Linked DNA regions of Zea mays: regions 1 and 3 are each linked to region 2. A link is a contact called in public Hi-C data. All regions are on one chromosome and are shown on one strand. Each heading gives the region's core, a stretch centred on a gene start, on an enhancer-like site or on the middle of the called end of the contact. The rest is flanking DNA. Distances are from core to core; before and after follow the strand shown.

Region 1 (3,267 bases), core at 55-2,554, 130 kb before region 2:
TCATCATTATCATTTTCTTCTTCTTCCTCTTCTTCACTTGAGGAACTTGGAATGGGAGCCTTCTTTTTGCCTTTTCTTTCATCACATGCAAAATCATATGGTCTTGAAGAAGTTGGCTCCTTTTGTCGACTCATTTTCCGCGACATCTCAAATGCCGCAATTTTCCCAATCACAATGGTCGAGGTCATTTGACTCAAGTCCTCAATGTTGTGAAGAATGGTGATGATGCTCCCATATTTTTGTTGTGGTAGTAAAGAGATAATCTTCCTCACAATGTCCGCATCACCTAGCTTATTAATGCCAATAGAATTGAGCTCATTGATGATTAGATTCAAATGAGAATACATATGTTTAACAAGCTCATTATCCTAGCTTATTTTCCGCATCGAGCCGCGCCATGGTCACGCCGGGCAGGGCCGGTCGCTCGCCGGGGAGGGGCTGCACGAAGGGAGAGGGGGGAGAAGAGGGATAGAAGTGAGGAGAGGGGAAGCTCACCTCAGGGCTCGACGAATAGCAGCAACCGCTCAACGGGATCCAACCTAGGGCAAGAGGAGAGGTGGAGAGAAGTGGAAGAGAGGGAGAGGGAAGTTGTTGTACGGGAAAGAGAGAATGAGGGTGAGGGGTGGGGCGCGCCTAGGGGAGGGGGCCTGAGCGTGCACGCAGGGGCCAGGGTGGCCGCGCCACGGGCCGGGCAGACTAATCGCTCTCGCCTGCTTCTAATCGAGATTAAATCATGAATCAAAAACCAAAATTGGATGAACGCGCGATTAGGCACAACATAAGACAAAATAAATATGCTTCGGCATGATGCAAGAACCATATCAACTTAGGTTTTGGTTACACGCGATATGGACACCATTCTCTATATTTCTTTGAAAAAGGGAGGAAGGGCGATATGGACGCCCGAATTTATTAAATAGTAGAGATGAAAATTTATACCCCAAATTCAGGGCGTTACACGCGGGATGATGTCGGTGATCGCCCTCTCTCTCTCTTTCTATCTCATGACAATGGGTTCTTGGTTTGTGATGGCCGCAAGCCATAGCGAAGTTGGTGCACTCATGCATTGTAGAGGAGACCTCCTTTTATTGACGCAAAGAGGTGGTCGCATGACTAGTTGGAGCTAGCGAGGATCACGGTGACGGTACAACCACTCCGGCAAACCTGACTTTGAGAAGATCTACAAGAGCGCTATCTAGACGGCCCATGCTTCAGCGGAACCCAGGTGGGCAAGAAGCATGCATAGGACGACCCTTTGGGCCCAAATGGTGGCATTAGATGGGTGCGCTGCGGCACACGCTGTGGCTGCCTGGTGTGCCCCACATGTCGGCGCCAAGATGTCGTGCGCTTGCGCGGGCTTAACCGGAAGGCTAGCTAGGCCAGTTCGGTTAGTTTTGGCCTAGGCGACACTTTTTCTTTTTTGTTTTGTTTTGTTCCTTTCTTTTCCTTTTTGTGTTTTATTCCTATTTCCAGCTTTCAAATTCAACCTAGCATTACAGATTCAAATACAAATGCAGCAGTACAAGAATATCAACATGGGATGCAAAATTATGTATTTTTCATTCATTAATTACTTAACTTAATGATAATGTATGCATGCATGCTAAGTACTTAAGGAGATTCACATATTTAACTTTTCTCCCTTTATTAAGTCAAAATTTAGGCATTACATTAACTGAGGGCGCCCTTTTGGTTTTTCTTCCTTTCTTCTACTTTTTGTGTAGCGCCCTGAATTCAAATCTTGAAATTTTCTCAAACTCGCTCTAACTTAAAAATAAAATTTAAATTTCATTTCAAAATGTTTGTTTGTGAGTTGATCTAACAAATAAAATATAGTGGTCTATATTCTCTCCAAAATCCTCCTCAAAGTATCCTACAAATATTTCCCCAGTGATCCCACTCAAATTCTTTCCAGAAATACTGCCCAAATATTCCACCGATATTTCTCCAAATATTTCCTCATGAGAAATACCTTCAGAATCACTTTTAAAGTCCCTACAAATATTTTATTAATAATTTTCCTCATGCTCATACGTATACATACGCCTCCGGTGTCATACAGTGAGCTCTACAAGCTAATTTCACTTATACATGGCTAATACATGCTTACCTCCCACTAATCCTCACCTCCTCCCACTAACCCCCCACCTTGCCTATAAATGGAGGGACAAGGGCCTCCCTTCATGCTGAAAGGGAAATGTGCCCTTGGGCCATTTCCAAGTGTTTTGGTGATTCAGTGTCCAACACAAGTGCCTAAGTGTCAAATGGTAGACAAAGTACAAATCAAGTATAAAGGTATGTTTCTCAGACTTAGTACATTGTTTTAGAGACTAATGTATTGTGTCTAAGTGCTGGAAACAGGAGAAATCGAATTGAAGAAAAGATGGCTTTGTTCACCCAGAGTCAGCTCTGTCTGGGTGCACTGGACTGTCCGGTGGTGCACCGGACAGTGTCCGGTGCGCCAGGCTAGCTCAGGCGAACTTGCTGCTCTCGGGAAGGAATTAACGGCGTACGACTATAATTCACCGGACTGTCCGGTGTGCACCGGACAGTGTCCGGTGAGCCAACGGTCGGCCGCTTAATCCGGGCGCGACGCGTGGCCGAGCCAACGACTAGAAGGGAGCACCGGACAGTGTCTGGTGCGCCAACGGCTCCAAGGCTGCCAACAGTCGGCTTCGCCAAATAAGGAAGGAAATCCGCACCGGACAGTGTCCGGTGGTGCACCGGACTGTCTGGTGCGCCAGGCGACAGAAGGCAAGAATTGCCTTCCCAGATTGCTCTCAACGGCTCCTAGCTGCCTTGGGGCTATAAAAGGGACCCCTAGGCGCATGGAGGAGAGGACAAAGCATCCTTTGAGCATTGTTGATCACTCACACTCCATTCTTGCGCACTTGTTCGACATTCTTAGTGATTTGAGCTCCATTCTAGTGTGAAGCTTGTGTTAGTCTCTTGAGCTCAAGTCTGGGTCTTGTGTGTGCGTATTTGCTGTGATCTTTGTGTCTTGTGTGAGTTGCTCATCCCTCCCTTACTCCGTGCTTCTTTGTGAACATCAAAGTGTAAGGGCGAGAGGCTCCAAGTTGTGGATATTCCTTGCGAACGGGATATAGAAAAGAAAAGCAAAACACCGTGGTATTCAAGTGGGTCTTTGGACCGCTTGAGAGGGGTTGATTGCAACCCTCGTCCGTTGGAACGCCACAACGTGGAAGTAGGCAAGTGTTGTACTTGGCCGAACCACGGGATAAACCAATGTGTCTATCTGTGTTGATT
Region 2 (3,207 bases), core at 543-3,042:
GGCTGCACTGCTAGAGCAGTAGAGCCAGAAAACAATAGTTGGTGGGGACATTTATGTTATGCTATCTAATTATTAATCTGTGGAAAAGTGGAAGCTTTTGGATAGCTTATTTTTGTTCGGGGTACTATTTCCTCCAATTGTGTGAAAATTGAAAAGTATGGTTCGTGTCTGAAAAGCATTAGTTGGTGGGGGCATATTTTTGTATGGTTCCACTCTACTACCTTCTATCTGGTGAATTAGATCCTGATTCTAAATAAGTTTCTCTCTAATCAGATTAAACACTTTAATGTAGCTGCCAATTGCTTATTTTGCAGGCGCAGAGTATGCTAGGAAAATACTCAATAATTATGGTACATGTCCAATTCTAAGTATGGTATATTGTGCTCTAATATTTTTAGGCATCATTGTTTCTGTTAAATACTATTGCCCATGGTTAAGGTTATGAGTGCATTGGTTAGTGAAAAAATAGTAGGTCCTTCATTTTGGTTGGATAATCAGTCTGAATTGCAATACTCCTAGCTTCAGATAGCACAATAGCCAACTAAGTCGATAGCACAACAACCAACTAAAGTTGGTGTGCTTTCTTTTGTAAAAAAAAATTATTTCATAGTCACCACAATAGGGTTTCCGCAAGACTTGCAAGTTGCAAGTACGAGCTCGTGTGCAAGTGCTCAGCTGTGGCTATTGTCAGTTGTAAATATTGGCGGCATATTAGGAAACAAATTATCCCTATTTGAGTTGCGCACACATTTTATGTTATTAGTGTGAATTTGTGAGATATTGAGGTTGATGATATGTATATTGTTCATTTTCATGTGATCGTTATGCACTAACAGTTATCGAATAATTTATACGCCGTCGCAACGCACGGGCACATACCTAGTATATATGAAGTAAGTGATGGATGAATTGATAAACGAAGTCACGTGCAAGGCTGAAGTCATCGGTTCGATTCTCACAGCCAAGTAGAGTGTGAATTTTGATCGAAAAATTTCTAGGCTCTCGGCTTGCGGACAACGTTGCCTGGGTGAGCCATCCCCTAATTAAATGTGGAAAAATCGATTTCCAGTGGTTCTCATTTATTGACCTGTAAAAATAATTATTTTTACTGTTTTATAGCACCGACGGTTTTAAAAAATATCAGTATAAATAGGTTCTGAACCGTCTCTAGAGTTTATCTGCGCTAGTGCAAATAAGTTCCGTCTCTAGAATATATTAGGACTGAATAAGAGGTTTAGCATAACTTTATTTTGACCATATATAAATAAGATGATGGTTTACCCTTCCGATTCTTTTTAAGTATGTTATCCTTGACTAAAAATACATATATTGCTCTCAATCGTCCACATAAAAATCCTTTTCTTCTTGCATTAAATTTCCATTCCCAGATATTTTTATGTGAATGCCCAGACACGCATCGCTTATAGAATTAATTTAATGTACGTATTCAGTTCCAACAATCACGCGGCATCTGAGATAGTGAGATTCTTCGCAGCTTCCACGCGGTGCGATATAAACGACACGGCACATGATGCGGGGGGTTGGCTTCTCGAAACTACAGTGGCTGTTCAAGCAGCCTTGCCTACCGGGAATATGGCAAGTACGCACGCCTGCATACCTAAATGACAGGCCAATCTTGGACCGCATGATGATGCTATTGCTATATATGCATGGTACTCCGATCTCTGCGTGTATCTCCTTTCAACCGTCGGTTCCACTGCACGCACTCAACTCAGGCTCTTCCACACGTCGCTTCGTCTGCCGGTGCGCGGCCTTCGACCACATCCAGCCGCCCACCTGTCGATCGCACTGTCGTCCGTCCGCCTGATTGATGGACGTACCAACAAATCGCTCGCTCTGTGCATCATACCGTGCGAGATTCCATGCGTGCCATGCCCATGCATGCCATGTGTTTGCAGGGTCCTTGTTCGCTGTCGTGCTGTAGGTAGGGTTCTCTTGCTTTCCTTAGTGCCTGCATCCATCAATCAATGGCGCCTCGGTCGCGTGAACAGTTGCTTGCCGCCGCGCCGCCGCCCACGGATGCCACTCCAAAGTCCAAACTTGGGCCGCCGGATGGCCACACGCACAGGAAAAATATATCTTCTTTCTGGTTTTTTTTGGCCGATTTGACTGTCTGTATATTCATCTCAATTTATAATTTGCAGCGATAATCAACTATGTTGATGCAATCTTGCGAAACAACTATGTTCGTCAAATCAACTATGTTGGTGTAATCATGCAATCAAACAATTAATAACTACGTTGGTGCATTCGTGCTATCAAACAATTAATCTGGCGTGTCTAATTAAAATTCTTACTATTTTATATTTAAAAGGAAAGGAAAAGAGAAGTATCCCTTCGTATGTGCGCGCGTGGAGCTTGAGAGCGGGAACAATATACGTGCATGGCTTTTCCGGCAACAGTCCATATCGCACGTATTGCGTCGATCGGGGTGCCGAAAGGAAGATCCCAACCCAAGCAATGACCGGCCGGCAGATCGATCAAGTATCTCTCACATGCATGATCCGGCAGTCAGTTGTGGTGTTGGGTCGGACTGCTGGGTGTATTGTTGTTGATAGATGACGATGAGGTCCTGTTATTTCCAGCTCACGGATTTATTATATTAATCTAGTACGGCAGTAAGGCCGGTACTTCAAGTGCATATATATGGCAGATTGCCGCAGGCGGTAGAATGGTCGGGACTAATGCGAATAATATTTTTTCCATCGAAAGATGTAGTTAGGTCTTGCCTGTCCGGTCAGGGTTATTTGTTATTATTTCGACTAGCACGTGTAAGGTGTATATGTTAAACTCATTGGTAATTAGGCATTACTTTCTAACACATTGGTTGCATCCCTGTACTTGTATGCATATATGCTTCGGATCATTTGGAAGAAATTTATTTTTGAACATAATAATATTTCCATGGAACGTTTTTTTTGGGGGGGAAAAAGATCGGTTGTTTTTCTGCCTTTGGCTCTGAAGAGTCAAGTGCTAATTAATTAAAAAGATTATTAGTTGGCACACTTTAGCTCTATGGTAATATGTATATACCTCTATCATATATAGTCTTATGCAATAAAATACGATATAATGGAATTGCCATATATTCCACGTCTATTATGCCAAGTAGCGAGGCACATATATAGCTCTATGGTAATATGTATATACCTCTATCATATATAGTCTTATGCAATAAAATACGTT
Region 3 (3,271 bases), core at 723-3,222, 210 kb after region 2:
GCTTTACTAATTAGGGATCTCGGTAGAAGTCGAGTGATTTTTCTAGCACTCGCGCGAGGTCAGGAATTGATTGTATCCATTTTCATATCGTAATGATGATATGGTCTGTGGACAACGATCCATGGGGATTGGTTGTCTACGAGACGGAATTGGAATAAGGATTAAGGTGTGGTACCGTGTGTCAAGCGTTTCAACGTACTAAGCACATGCCGAGAAATATGGTAAATCGGTAAGCCTAGTACTTGAGTAAACCTGGCAGCAGACTTTACCCTTCACGCGACCTGAGACGTGGTCTCCCATTCCGGTTATGGTGGGTACAAGTGCGGTCACTGCACGACGGCAGTCGGGGTCAGTGAGGCATTGTACGCCAAGGCGGTGAGCCCTGATCTGCTGACGGGGAATCGATGGGGACGGTTGATGTGTGTGGGGACGGAGTGCCTCGCCACGTCATGTGTTTAGGTTTACCTTGCAAGGATAAAAACTTGATTCGAATCGTCTGCTTCTCGCAGCTAATGAGACTGCTTGATCCATGCTGCTACATTGAGTAACAAGTGGAAATGTGTTGACTTGGCAAAAGTTGTTGATTGCTAAATGCTTGATACCATGTATGATTAGATAGGTACACATTTAGTCTTAAGAGAGTCACACTAAAACTTGAAAAGCTAAAACTTGATTTTAGACTCATCTAGCGCTTTTGGCAAACCCAACCCCTCAGCCAAACAGCTGCATGTCTAGAGGTAGAGGAGTAGACTCCTCACACCGGGTAAGTCTAGCTGAGTATTAGTATACTCAGCCTTGCTTGTGGCATAATTTTACAGGTTCTCTGGAGGACATGGTTGGTGGAGTGACTTGGCAGAGGAGGAGCATGAGGAGTGATGAGACAGGCTTCCCCATCTCTCAGTTTATTTTCTGTTAGTTTATTCCGCTGCATTCTGAACAATGATCACTGCTTTTGCTAAACTCTGATGATGTTGTAATAAATTTAATACTCCTTAATGTATGGTTTTATTTTTTATTGTATTTGCTCTGTGCCTCACCATCGAGTGAGTACGTGGTACTTGATCCTGGTAGTGGCCTTGTCGGACTAGATCCGAGGGACTGACGTTTTATTCCCATTTAAGTGTAGTCTAGCCTTTAAGGTGGGACTTAGGCACTTAAGTTGGAATAATTCGGACGGTTCCGCCATAATTTGCCATGCCAATTTCACTAGTCATAAAATATGGGTGAGGGGTGGATAAAGAGTGCTCGGGCACACCCTTAAAGTATGTGGATAACTTTTTTTACCACCTTCAATGATTCCTCTTCACAAGATCTTAAGATGTTGTGGAGTTCTTCTCTTTTTTGCCATGCTTTTGCATGATTTCCATATGCCCATTTGTCATGTTTTTCTCAATCTATCTATTAGTATTGAAAAATAAAAAACGTATTGACATTATCGAAATATTCAAACTAATTAACTTAAAAACTAATCATCCAATACATCAAAGGAAACAGGTTTACCAAACTAATATACTAATAAGTAAACTAATCACTTAATAAATAATATTTATTAGCTTAAGAAACATATATTACATGGCCAACTAATGAAAATTATATTCATTATGACATAGACTCAAGCACAGCACATTCCTGAGCAGGGCGGGCGGGCGGTAGGGGTGGCACCAACGTGGGTGGATGGACTGCACAAGCAAGGCTCCAAGACTGGCATGGCCACGCGATCGGGTGGGACGATTGGATCTGCATGGGCGATAGAGCAGGGTGGTTGAGCTAGATGTTGGAGGGTCTAAGAAGGTTTGGGAGTTGTGCTAGGGCCGTGCATATGGTTGAGGGCTTGTTTACTAGTGATGGATTGAGGGAGATTAAAAAGAATTAAATCTTTTCGTATCTAAAATTATATAGAAAGAGATGTAATTCCTTCAATTTCCTCTAATCCAAATGCAACTGAAAGGACTAAGTGGGTTGGCTGTGGTGACAAGTCACGGTGGTGTACGAGGCGATGGGTGCAGTGCGGGCATGTGGTAGACGTCATTGACGCGTGAGGGCATACCTGTGGTCAAAGGGATGTAATTTCAATCGACCATGTGTGCTCAAATTCCGACACTATGCAAAATTAGGCCCATGTAAGGGCTAGTTTGGTAATTTTTTAAAGGGAAAATAAACTAATTTTTTTGGTAAAATGGAAATTATTTGGTAAAATAAGGTTGCCAAACAAGCACTAAAGGAATTTTAGTCGGTCCTGTTGTTCTGAAAATTGCTTTATTTCTGTGGGCTATACTTCGGTCGACAAAAGATTGTCCAATTTTCGCTGGCTACCCAAACAACACACGAAACTTAGATCCTGTTTGTTTACCATTTAAATAATATAATCTAGTTTAAATAAGTTGAGAGGTAAACAAACAACACAGATTATTGTGTATTATGTAATCTAGATGCCTAGATTACAATAATCATAGGTATTTATATAATCCATAAAGTGGATTATATAATCTTAGAATAAAACAAACATGGCCTCAGTGAAACGACGAGGTTTTTTTGCAAATCCTGCAGTAAAGACCATGATGTTGATAGCAACTAGCTAACACTTAAAGTAACAGAAATTGTTTAATGGGCAAGACCATGTGAGATTTGGAGAAGAATCCAACGATACGGTGGTGTAGCCATCAGTCTGACAAGGCACGGTCCCACGTATAATCATGATTCTACCGGTCATTAGCCATCGAAAATAAACAACGGATTAAGCAAGGTATTTGTTCTTTCGGTGAGATCGATCGATATCACGATTCGCTTCCACACCAAGTTATTTTAGTTACCGGTGTGATCTTGTTGGGCTCCACGTACACGTGTGTTCTGTGCGCTTTTTTGTCATACATGCGTGACATGCACTTATAGTTGGGAAGCATGCAGGCAGTGTCAATGGGCAAGCACTTGTCACCCAACATAATTTAGTAGTAATTAGCTTCTCACAGTTTTTTTTTATCTTGCATGCATGCTTACGTTGAGTCCACGCTAATAACATTGCATAATAAACAACTTCTTTACCTTATCCAGTTGATGTAGTTGGGGGCAAGGCAACGGAGCTGCATTAATTCATCCGCGGCCCCGGCCTTTTATTTCTCAGCAGAGCTGGCCGATGTGGCTGCCGTTCTCGCAGCTAGGACCCCAAAAACCTCTCAAAAACTAAGCTAGGACCCCCCTTACACACACAAAAAAAAACCTCGTAGTCTCAGTCAAACTAATAATGGAGTAACGTCCAGCTGACAAGACGAATTTG

What was found. A called contact is a pair of places that touch in the nucleus more often than the background predicts.
Region 1: a contact with region 2 is called in a Hi-C map of ear, with 2.1 times the contacts expected there. The contact joins two enhancer-like sites. A contact is called at or near these places in 2 of 25 Hi-C or Micro-C datasets (ear and tassel).
Region 3: a contact with region 2 is called in a Hi-C map of tassel, with 2.1 times the contacts expected there. The contact joins two enhancer-like sites. A contact is called at or near these places in 2 of 25 Hi-C or Micro-C datasets (ear and tassel).

The regions. Positions count from the first base shown.
Region 1 is chr5:129,606,222-129,609,488 of Zm-B73-REFERENCE-NAM-5.0, forward strand. No RefSeq gene overlaps it. Among protein-coding and RNA genes, the nearest start is that of LOC103626879, 21 kb to the left of the region's middle. Within about 2 kb of position 1,305, at least 15 of the 20 cell types and tissues checked have an H3K27ac peak or open chromatin away from gene starts, as enhancers often do. A contact at or near this core is called in ear and tassel, where this site is marked.
Region 2 is chr5:129,735,304-129,738,510 of Zm-B73-REFERENCE-NAM-5.0, forward strand. No RefSeq gene overlaps it. Among protein-coding and RNA genes, the nearest start is that of LOC111589321, 35 kb to the right of the region's middle. Within about 2 kb of position 1,793, at least 13 of the 20 cell types and tissues checked have an H3K27ac peak or open chromatin away from gene starts, as enhancers often do. A contact at or near this core is called in ear and tassel, where this site is marked.
Region 3 is chr5:129,943,754-129,947,024 of Zm-B73-REFERENCE-NAM-5.0, forward strand. No RefSeq gene overlaps it. Among protein-coding and RNA genes, the nearest start is that of LOC103629915, 52 kb to the right of the region's middle. Within about 2 kb of position 1,973, at least 11 of the 20 cell types and tissues checked have an H3K27ac peak or open chromatin away from gene starts, as enhancers often do. A contact at or near this core is called in tassel, where this site is marked.